2 separate regions of the Mus musculus genome follow, and region 1 is linked to region 2. The links are chromatin contacts, called in public HiChIP or PLAC-seq maps. All regions are on one chromosome and are shown on one strand. Each heading gives the region's core, a stretch centred on a gene start, on an enhancer-like site or on the middle of the called end of the contact. The rest is flanking DNA. Distances are from core to core; before and after follow the strand shown. Region 1 has its middle 120 kb from the start of Gm38996. Region 2 holds the start of A230077H06Rik (RIKEN cDNA A230077H06 gene).

Region 1 (4,927 bases), core at 711-3,210, 720 kb after region 2:
GTTCTTCTTTCCTTCTGTTCTCCATCTAACTGTAATTTCTACTCCATAGCATCATGTCTGTTGTCTTCTGGTGTGTGTATGTGTGTGTGTGTGTGTGTGTGTGTGTGTGTGTGTGTGTGTGTGTGTGTGTGTGTGTGTGAAAGCGAGAGAGAGAGAGAGAGAGAGAGAGAGAGAGGGTCTCTATACTGTTGTCTGCCTGTGTTGCCTGCTGTTAACAAAATGCTTTGTCTATATTTATTGAACAGCACAAACAATAAAGTATGAGAATGGAATGAAAGATGCTTTTCTACAAAAATCCTTAACAGAGTTTTACAGGAAAATAAGTTATTTTATTGACCCAGAATAGCACTCAACAAAACCACACACAGATGTTATCAACTTATATCCACAAGTGGCTTCCAACATTTATGAAATATTAGTTGTGTAAGGTTTATTTCAACTGTTGACTATTTTCACCATATGATTTTCACAACACACACATGTACACATACATTCTTATGGGTCAATGGCATATAGGAATACATAGCTCAGGATTAAAGCTATACATTTACCTTAGGTTGTAAAAGCTTACTAAATGTAAAACCCAAGGCAGAGTATGGTTGGATACATTGTTTTTAAAGGTGGATTAACTTAAACAGGCTGAGTCCAGAGTAGGACAGAAAATTGAAATTTAGTTTTAAATGATCTCAAGGTGTATTATTAACTTGCTTGCAAAGTCTAGCAAAGGCTCAGTCTCTTCAAAGTCAAGAGGTATGTTCAGAACAAAATGGTTTGCTGAGTTCTTTGGAGATGCCTCTGCTCTTTGTTTCATAGTCTTCAGAAACAAGTAGATTATCCATATTCCTTCTTCACAGCAGTTGACAGAGAGCCAAGGAAGAAGAGCCATTTACACAAGTGCTGTTGAAGCCCTTTTTGGATCGTATCCATCAGCATCCTGATGGTTTAAGCAAATCATGCAGCTAAACAGAATCAAGAGGTAGAAAAGTATCCCTGGGTCCTAGTCAAAGGACACTGCGAAGGTCCAGACAAAGCATAGAATCCTGGGATTCTATAAATCCCAGGAATAAAGACGCTCCTTTTGTAGTGTCAAAATCCTCCAGTTCTAGAGACTTCTCTTTTATATACTTTGTCACAAACATATATGGCTGTGTTTGAGGTTTTTTTTTCTCCTCAGAAAGGCCTTAAGACCTGCAACCTGGGCTTCAGCTGTATTGCAACATCCTGCATGAGGAGTAGAGACATTTTGGACAATTGGAAGATAAAATGGGGCCCACCTCTTCTTTTTCTGATAATCAGCGATGTTTATTATGAATGTTATATGTATCGCTAATTTATATATATACATATATGCATATATATATACATACATACATATATCATATATATACACATATAATATATGACATATACTCCCAGAACATTAAGGAGCAACAGAGAGTCTAATCCTTGTCAACCAAGCAGCTATATCTAACATCACCTCTAACTCTTACTCTCTGGTACTTATCTCTTGGACAGTCATGTTTATTGCTTTTCATTAATTTGAAACTGCCCCTCACCATCTTCCTTCATGCTTTGAAACAGTGTTTATTTAATGAATCGACAGCATTACCTGAGGTTAGATATAAACTTTTAATGGTCCCTTTCCTCCCATGAAGAGTTAGAGAGGATTTAAACAATGCCTAACAAATGTGCTTTGGAAATCTACTATATAAAAGCAAATGGCTTGAGTTTTCTTTTATTTTAATTACATGACTTGGTAAGTAAAGTAGTGATTCAAGGCCAGAGTTTCCAGGCTGACCTTACACGCTTCTCCTGCAATTTGCAGCTAATAGTCCCTTTGTGCTATTAAAGGGAACATGTCATCTAGAGATTTTTCTATAAATGATATACACTGCATGTTAGAGACTTGTCTTCTACTGGGTAAATTTCATCATTATAGGGCTGCCTTCCAACTCCTCAACACTTGGGATCAAGGTCCAGTTTCAGATGATAAGCACAGATACACCCAAGTGGTCCTTGGCAAACAGCGCTTCACATCTGCCTACAGAAAGAGCTGTTAAAAGCAAAGGCTGTTTTCAGGTGCAGCCAGTTGTTGTAGTGAATAAGAATGCCCCCCCCCCCCAGGCTCATGTATTTGAATGCTTAGGGAATGGCACTAATTGAAAGAATTAGGCTGTCTGCCTTTGTTGGAGTAGGCTTTGTTGGGGGTGGGCCTGGCCTATTTGGAATAAGTGTGTCACTGGGGTTGGCATTTGGTATTTCAGAATCCCAAGTCAAGCCCAGTGGCTTTCTCTTCCTGCTGCAGCCTGCTGATCTAGATGTAGAACTCTCAGCTAATTCTCTAGTATCATGTTTGCCTGTGTGCTGCCATGCTTCCCAGGGGGTTGAGAATGGGTAAAACGTCTGAAACTGTGACCAAGGCCCAATTAAATGCTTTCATTTATAAAAGCTGCTCTGGTCATGGCGTCTCCTCACAGCAATAGAACGCTAACTAAGGCACACCATTTCTTGGGTGTATTGGGGAGTTGTACAGAGTAGGCTGAGGAGCAAGCTCAGCTGTTTTTCATTAAGGATGAGCTGGAGTCTCAGTCTGGGTTTGATCTACTTACTGCAGCTGTCAGGAGGACTAAGTAAGATGTGGTGTTTAAAAGGCTTGGCATATGGAAGTAAGTGCTGAAAAAATTAGTTGTCCTAATTATGAGTTACGTCGTGCCCAGCTTCTAAACGGAACCAAAGTCAAGCTTATGTTTTCTTCTCTTCACTCCCAACTGTCCTCTGAAACTCAACACTTTCTTTCACCCCACATTAAAGGTATCATGAAACCTAATCCTCCAGTGTATACTCTAAGTGTATACTGCATTTACAAGTCTGAATTAAGCATTTTTCCAGGAACACGCTGCAGGGAACTCCGCCTAGAAACAGCAAATGTGTTGAGTATCCTCGGACTCTCTTTCACCCTGAGGTTGGTGACCAGCATGAATGCTCTGAACTCATTTACCCATCTTTGAAACACTGTTACTATTTTCCTGGGCCACTCAGAAAGGCGTGGCTATTCAGCACAGAATGAAATGAAAGAGAGTGGTTCTGGGTGAGGTCCATCCATGCTATCTTTGCCTTGCCTACCATTTTCTCCAGAATTGTTTCCTGCTCCCCAGGTCACGGCATAAATCCAGTCAGTAGGACCTGAGGCTTCCCAAGGTGCCCTATTTCTCTCACATTACATTAAGTATGCCACTTACTTTCAAAAGATCCCTACCTGGGTGTGCCTTATGTAGAAGACAAGAGTAAGCCAGAAAGGGTTTTGCCAAAAAGTAAGTGACTGCAAGAATCATGGCAAAATTTTGCAGAAATAAATAAACAAAAGTAAGTGATGCCTCGTGATCTTCTTTATTTATGATGAAGAATAATAAAAGTGTAACTATGAACCCAATGATATTGTCAACCTCTTGTGTTGAAGGACTGTATTCATACTCTGGCCCTCCTATTACTGACTTATGTGGTTTTGGTAAGGTAACTTTTCTAAGTGTAGATTTCATCCATTACAAAACCGATCCATTAAAAGCCAGTCCCATTCATGTAGTTATTAAGACTATAAAACCAACAGATTTTAAAGTCATAGCACCAGGGCTGTTGTAGCACTTTATTCAGATGGGCTTTCCCCCCACACCCCCAAAGCTCTAAGTGAGTGGAATCTGAGGCAGGGTCAGTGTTCAGGGGTCTTCTGGTTCATGCTGTTGGACAGGGAAAGGCTAATAATGTATGCTGGGCATTGCCATCTCTTCCCAAGACTTCCTACTCCCAAGAAAGACTAAGAACGTGTTCTTTATTTAAGAAAATGCACTGTAAGATCTAGCTGTGTAAACCTACTCCAAATAGCTCTTCTTTCTTGGACACATAGATAGGCATATTCACTGGGATATGCTCTCATGTTTCTATGCTTACTGATCCCTTGTGAGGTGCCACCACCCAGCTCTCAAAAGGCTTGGATAGAACTCAAGTTATTTGTTTTAAATGCACAGACCTTTCAATTTGATCTTACAGAATTATTCTTTCAAATTTCAGCCAGACACATTTTAGTAAGTGTAGTGACTAGCTTTGTGTCAACTTGACACAGGTATGAGTTACCACAGAGAAAGGAGCTTCAGTTGGGGAAATGTCTCCACAAGATCCAGCTGTCAGGTATTTTCTCAACATGTGATCAAGGGGGGAGGTCCCCTTGTGGGTGGTGCCATCTCTGGGCTGATAGTCTTGGTTCTATAAGAGAGCATGCTGAGCAAGCCAGGGGAAGCAAGTCAGTAAAGAACATCCCTCCATGGCCTCTGCATCGGCTCCTGCTTCCTGACCTGCTTGAGTTCCAGTCCTGACTTCCTTGGTGATGAACAGCAGTGTAGAAGTGTAAGCCGAATAAACCCTTTCCTCCCCAACTTGCTTCTTGGTCATGATGTTTGTGCAGGAATAGAAACCCTGACTAAGACAGTAAGATATATTGATGTTATAGAAGGAACAATGATGTAAGCATTTCTCAATGTTGGACTAAAATAGAATGCATCCTGAAGAATTTGGGTGTGATGACTTGTTCAGCATACTGATTGGCAATGTGTCTGGTAATGTAACCCTGCTGAGTGATGGTTTCTTTACTCATAAAATAAGAACAGAAAAAGTCTCATCCATTCATATCTTTAAGGAAACAACCTACCAAAAATGTTGGTAAGGATAGGGTGGAACATCATATCTTGTTGGTGGAAATATAAATCATTCAAGACTCCAGTATGGGTACCCAAACACATCTAAGTCAACATACAATAGTGATACCAGTATGTCCGTATTTATAGAAATACTAGTCACATGGTCCAACTCATGAGATCAGCCTAAATACCCAGCAACAGATTAATAGATAAAGAAAATAAGGTGTAGATGAACAATAAAG
Region 2 (4,675 bases), core at 1,524-4,023:
AGCTGTTGACATTTTTGTGCACGGAAACCTCTGACCTGTCTTTGACAAGGATACTTTCTGCAGGTGAGCTGGGGTTTGACATGCCTGAGGTGTGGCATGGCGAAGGGTACCAAATACATTAGGATTCCTGCAGTGCGCCAAGAGAAAAGTAGGTTTCCTGGCTAAAACCATTTGGCTGAGGAGTGGCTGCCCCATACACACCTGTCTGCTTGGGAGAGTGGGGATGCTGGACAGCCAAGGGGACCTCATCATTTCCTCTAAATTCTCCACTTGGAACCGAACACTGGATGGAAGGTCCAACATCATGAAGGCCTTGACAGTCTGGTATGTGGATACGTGCCAGAGGAGGATGAGAACAGGAACACTGAGTGGGATTCTGGGGACACTGTAGGTAGGTGGGTGTGTAAATGATGGTGTGAGCTATGGGGCAGGTTGTAAAGTATTCCAGCCACTGAGGGTGGAGCTGTTTCTCAGACCCTATGGAAGCTAGAGGTGAGTGACCTGCTGGCTACCATGCTCTAGTACCCTCTTCTCTACCACATAAACACAATCTGAAGGAGCTGAACTCCTTGGCCCTGGGACCCCAGAGTGGCAGAAGAGAGCCTGCCAGAATCAAGTGATCTGCTTTTTTTCTCACGCTAGCACCCATCAGAGTATAGTCCCAAAGCTAGCTTGCATGAGCAGGAAAATTGGGCCAGGTGTGTGTAGGTTTTCAGGGGCTGGGCGAGAAGGGGAAAGAGTGATAAAGAACCTATAGCATCCGGGGACATCCGTTTACTTTGTCAATACTGTGGAGATACAGAGGACGGGAGGTGGCTGAGCGACAGGGCAGCGCCCTGTGGAGGTACCCCTCACTTCCACTGGAAGAAGTCGGGTAAGCACGGGTGCAGCGAAGGGCAGCGGATTACCTTGCTCCGGGCGCCCGGCACGCTGAGCGCCAGCTCGTGTAACAGCTCCCGGGGAGGCTCCTTGAGGTACCACCACTGAATCTCCAGCGAGTAAGAGGTGGCTCCGCTGGCCCGGAACGCGCAGGGCATTTCGATATCGTCACCCTCTCGCACGGTTACATCTTTGGGGACTTCGGTGAATGTAGCTGGGGGCGGGAGAGAGAGGCGTGACCAGGGGATAGGCGAGGTGGGGGTAGGGTTGGGAGAGCTTGGGGCTACCCGAGGCTGAGGCGGTCGGTCTCCTGCTACCGGGCCTTGGGCTCACCCACACTCCTGTCCCCAGCTACTAAGTGACCCTGGGCGAGAGGCTCCAGCAAAGTTCAGGGAGCAGCTGCAAAGGTGGCAGCGGGGGTCCGCCACTTGCTGCAGGCTACTCCCCTCCAGGTCGTGCAGGGTTTAGGGGAGGTAGGGCCGTATCACTGGAGCTGGGCTGGGAAGCGCCAACTCTGGCTTGCTGCAGGCCTCCTCTGCTTAGCGGGGACTGGGTGAAAGGACTCCCTAAGCGGACGCCACAGCTGCAGAGACCCTCTTCTGCGCTCGTGCTCCTACCCACTCCCAGCCTGGGTTGCACACCCGAATTGCTGGAGACCGTAAAGCCTGCCGCTTCCTTTCCTCCTCCGCGGTGGCCAGCGGGCAGACTTCCGTGGCCTTAGCAAAGGGTCCCCTGAGCCCATCGCGGCCGCGAAGTTCCCGCGCTCACCGTCGGCCACGAAGAGCAGCAGGCTGTGCAGTAGCAGAGGTAGCAGGTATCCGAGGGCGCCGAGCCGGTTCCGCTGTTCCATCTCCCGCAGGGTTGCGGCGGCGGCGGGGGCCCGGCGCGGAGAGGCGGCGGCGGCGGCAGCTTGGGCTCGGCTCCGGCTCGAGCTCCGGCTAGGACGCCTCGGAGCCTGCCATGGCCCCGCACGGCGCCCCCTCCCCTGGCCGCCGGCGGCCGCCAATCAGCCCAGCTTCCTTGCCGGCTGGCCCGGCGCGGCTCCGGCGGGGGGCGCTACGCGGGGGACGCAGGAGACGAGGTCCCTCCAGGAGGATCCTTCGGTCTGTACCTCCTTCAGTCCGGTGCTCCACAGGAGAATAGGGATCCGCAGTTCAGACTCTGGCGGGCGGGCCAGGAAACTGCCGGACTGCGCCAGGATCCATCCTTGGAGAAGGGAGTGAGTGCCTGTAAGGCACCAACGTCTGCCTCCTGGTCTCCTTCTGGCTGGGCTCCCGACTGCCACCTCCTCCGACTCCCGGGGAGCTCTCCCGCCGCCGCCCCCGCTGGTTTCTCCACCGCTCACTCTTCAAGGCGAGTGGGCGCTCAGCCGCGGCGTGCAGACCTGGCGTCCGACCGTAGCGCAGCGCGGGGAGAGCGGGTCCAGCGTGGCCGACCCGCAGCCCGAGAGAGGCGGGGAAAGGGGGGAGGGGAGAGGAATGGAGGGGGCGGTCAGTGGCTGGGTGGCGAGCAGCCTCCTCCACAGCATCACCCCCGCCCTCCTCTCGGAGTCCGCCCCGCCCCTACCCCGTCGTCCCCCACCTCCCGCCCCCGCCGCGGGGTCATTCGTAGCGACCACCATCTCTCTAGCTGCAGCGCAACCCCACCCCGCGTCTGCTTTGCTTAGGGGGTCCTCCCACCCAAACTCCTGGCTTCTTCCCAGTGTCCATCTCTGGAGACAGCTGCTCCACCCTGCTTTCTGTGTGTCCCCCACCCTCTCCGCAGCCCCCAGTGTCTCCAACTCCTTACCCAGGTTTGGACCACGAGCCACGCCACTCTTTGGCCCAGACCCGGGCCATGGCGGGTGGGTGGGCTCCAGGGGAATGCAAGAAGGGAGGAGTGCTATGTCCGGCCAGCAGCAAGACCAAGTGACAGTGAAGACTAGGAGTCCGCAGTGTGGGAACAAGAACTGAGCGTCCAGCGCCGGGCGAGCAGGTGCCTGTGGCGCGGAGCGCACCAGGGAGCCAGCAGGCAGTGGCCGTGAGTGACAGCAGAGGTGGTGCGGGTGGGGTGAAATGGGGAGCGCCGGGCACGACTCAGGGCTCAGGAGGTTTCTGGGTGGGGACCGTCTTCCTGCCCAGAGAGAGGGCTAGTCCCTGTGTCCTTGCAAGCAAGCTCTTCCTGGCCATTTCCCACTCTGTACCCAAAGCAAAGGGGATCCTCCAGCCCCCGGGTGGAAGCAGGCAGAGGTGGAGTACACGTTCCAGAGCCCATCCTCCACGCTTGCATCTTCTGTATCCCTGAACCTTCCCTGGCCTTCACCTAGAATGGGTCATATCTTTTAGCCACCTAGAGAGTTCAGTCTGCCTTCCTAAGGGGTGTGTGGGTGGATGAGATAGTTCAGTCCAGGCACAAGGGCTTGGGAGAGCCATAGAGCTCTCCTTGGGTCTCTCTCTTCCTCAAGGGATCCCCCAGCTAGTGGTCTGGTCTGGTCTCATTACTTGGCTTTATCTTAACTTATGGAGGCACATCCCAGTGAACTTCCCCTGAATGCTAGAGCTCTCCAAGTATCTCTGACAATGAGCTACTGGTTAGTGAAGACAGAAGACCAAAAAGGAAATAATTTCCCAGTGGCCACCCTTGTCTAAGACAACAGGAACACAGTTCCAGAGAAGAAGCTGGTAGCTCTTTGTAAGCTTTCCCCTCACCAGTGAGGACCACGGGCACTGCATTCTTCTGCCCCTCCTCTTCCTTATGTGGCCAATGGGTCATTTTCACCCTGTGGTCACTCGCTGATGCTCTGTGAGCAGAAAGCCTTGTAGACCTTTCATTCAGGGTCCCCATTGCCTGTTCCCTCTACATATATGTATACATACTTTGGCCTGCCTCCCCCTGAACATTCCACCACTCTTTAGAAACCACCATAGGTCTGTGAATGCAAGACCTTGCAGGTCTCTTGCCGTCCTCAGCTTTTGAAGGGAGGGGGCAGACTTGCATCGTGCTACACAGGAGGACCATGGCAGGTTTCTAAGGGAGCAGTTGGAGAATTGATTCCAAGCAGGGATATGATGACATGAGCTATCCCACTGTGCATTGGCTTGTTTGGAGAGGCAGTGAGTTTCTCTCCCAGTACCAGATTCAATCAAGGACTGATGGCCAGTGACCAGGCTTGCTGGAGGGATGCCAGCAGCTACAGGGAGGTACGCTTTGGTCACTCTGAAGGTCTGTGGATTCTTTCCACCCGTTCTGTCTGGTGGGGATTTTTTTGCCTGTGTCATACGTTGGTGTTACTGTCGTAGTAGAATAATAGTAATAGCTGCTTGACATCGTGTGCGTGTCACATAGCAGACACTGGGTGCACACTTTCTATGCATCAGTTCTCAACATGACAGCTAAGAGGTCCTTATCAAACCTATAAGACCACCCTCTCCTACTCAGAAGCCTACAGTGGCTCCCGCTCCAGTCAGTACAAATACCAGGGGACTCCCAAGGTCAACTGATTGCCTTCTTCATCTTTACCTTTCCCTCCCTTCTATCCTTCCCCTGGCTCCTCTCTGGACAAGATCCTCCCTCCTGCAGTGCAACACACTAGGCCCACCCTAGGGCCTTTGCATCAGCTACGCTATCTGGCTAAGATATACCTCTTCCTAATATTCATGCTCTGATTTTTGTAAGGAGGACACTTTCTTAGCTAGGCTCACCTACCTCTAACTGATGTTTAACTCTGCAGTCTGGAGCTCCCTCCCTCAGGGCTCCCTGTTTGTCTTTATGTCCCTTTCCTTGGAAGTAATCACCTTCCGTAATACGATTCAATGTC

Evidence for each region. HiChIP or PLAC-seq counts read pairs in DNA pulled down with a chosen protein or histone mark.
Region 1: a contact with region 2 is called in an H3K4me3 HiChIP or PLAC-seq map of neural tube, with 6 times the contacts expected there. The contact joins the enhancer-like site here to the promoter of A230077H06Rik in region 2. A contact is called at or near these places in 2 of 39 promoter capture datasets (hippocampal neurons and liver), 5 of 115 datasets of contacts at active chromatin or transcription factors (astrocytes, embryonic hindbrain, forebrain and 2 more) and 1 of 9 other capture datasets (embryonic stem cells).

What each region holds. Positions count from the first base shown.
Region 1 is chr7:40,174,819-40,179,745 of GRCm38.p6, reverse strand. No RefSeq gene overlaps it. Among named protein-coding and RNA genes, the nearest start is that of Gm38996, 120 kb to the left of the region's middle. Within about 2 kb of position 1,960, at least 2 of the 459 cell types and tissues checked have an H3K27ac peak or open chromatin away from gene starts, as enhancers often do. A contact at or near this core is called in neural tube, where this site is marked.
Region 2 is chr7:40,896,422-40,901,096 of GRCm38.p6, reverse strand. A230077H06Rik (RIKEN cDNA A230077H06 gene) reads left to right here and starts at 2,773. Exons shown (of 5, transcript NR_040329.1): 1 at 2,773-2,898. Vstm2b (V-set and transmembrane domain containing 2B) reads right to left here and starts at 1,819. Exons shown (of 5, transcript NM_021387.3): 1 at 1,648-1,819; 2 at 909-1,093. The coding sequence starts at 1,729.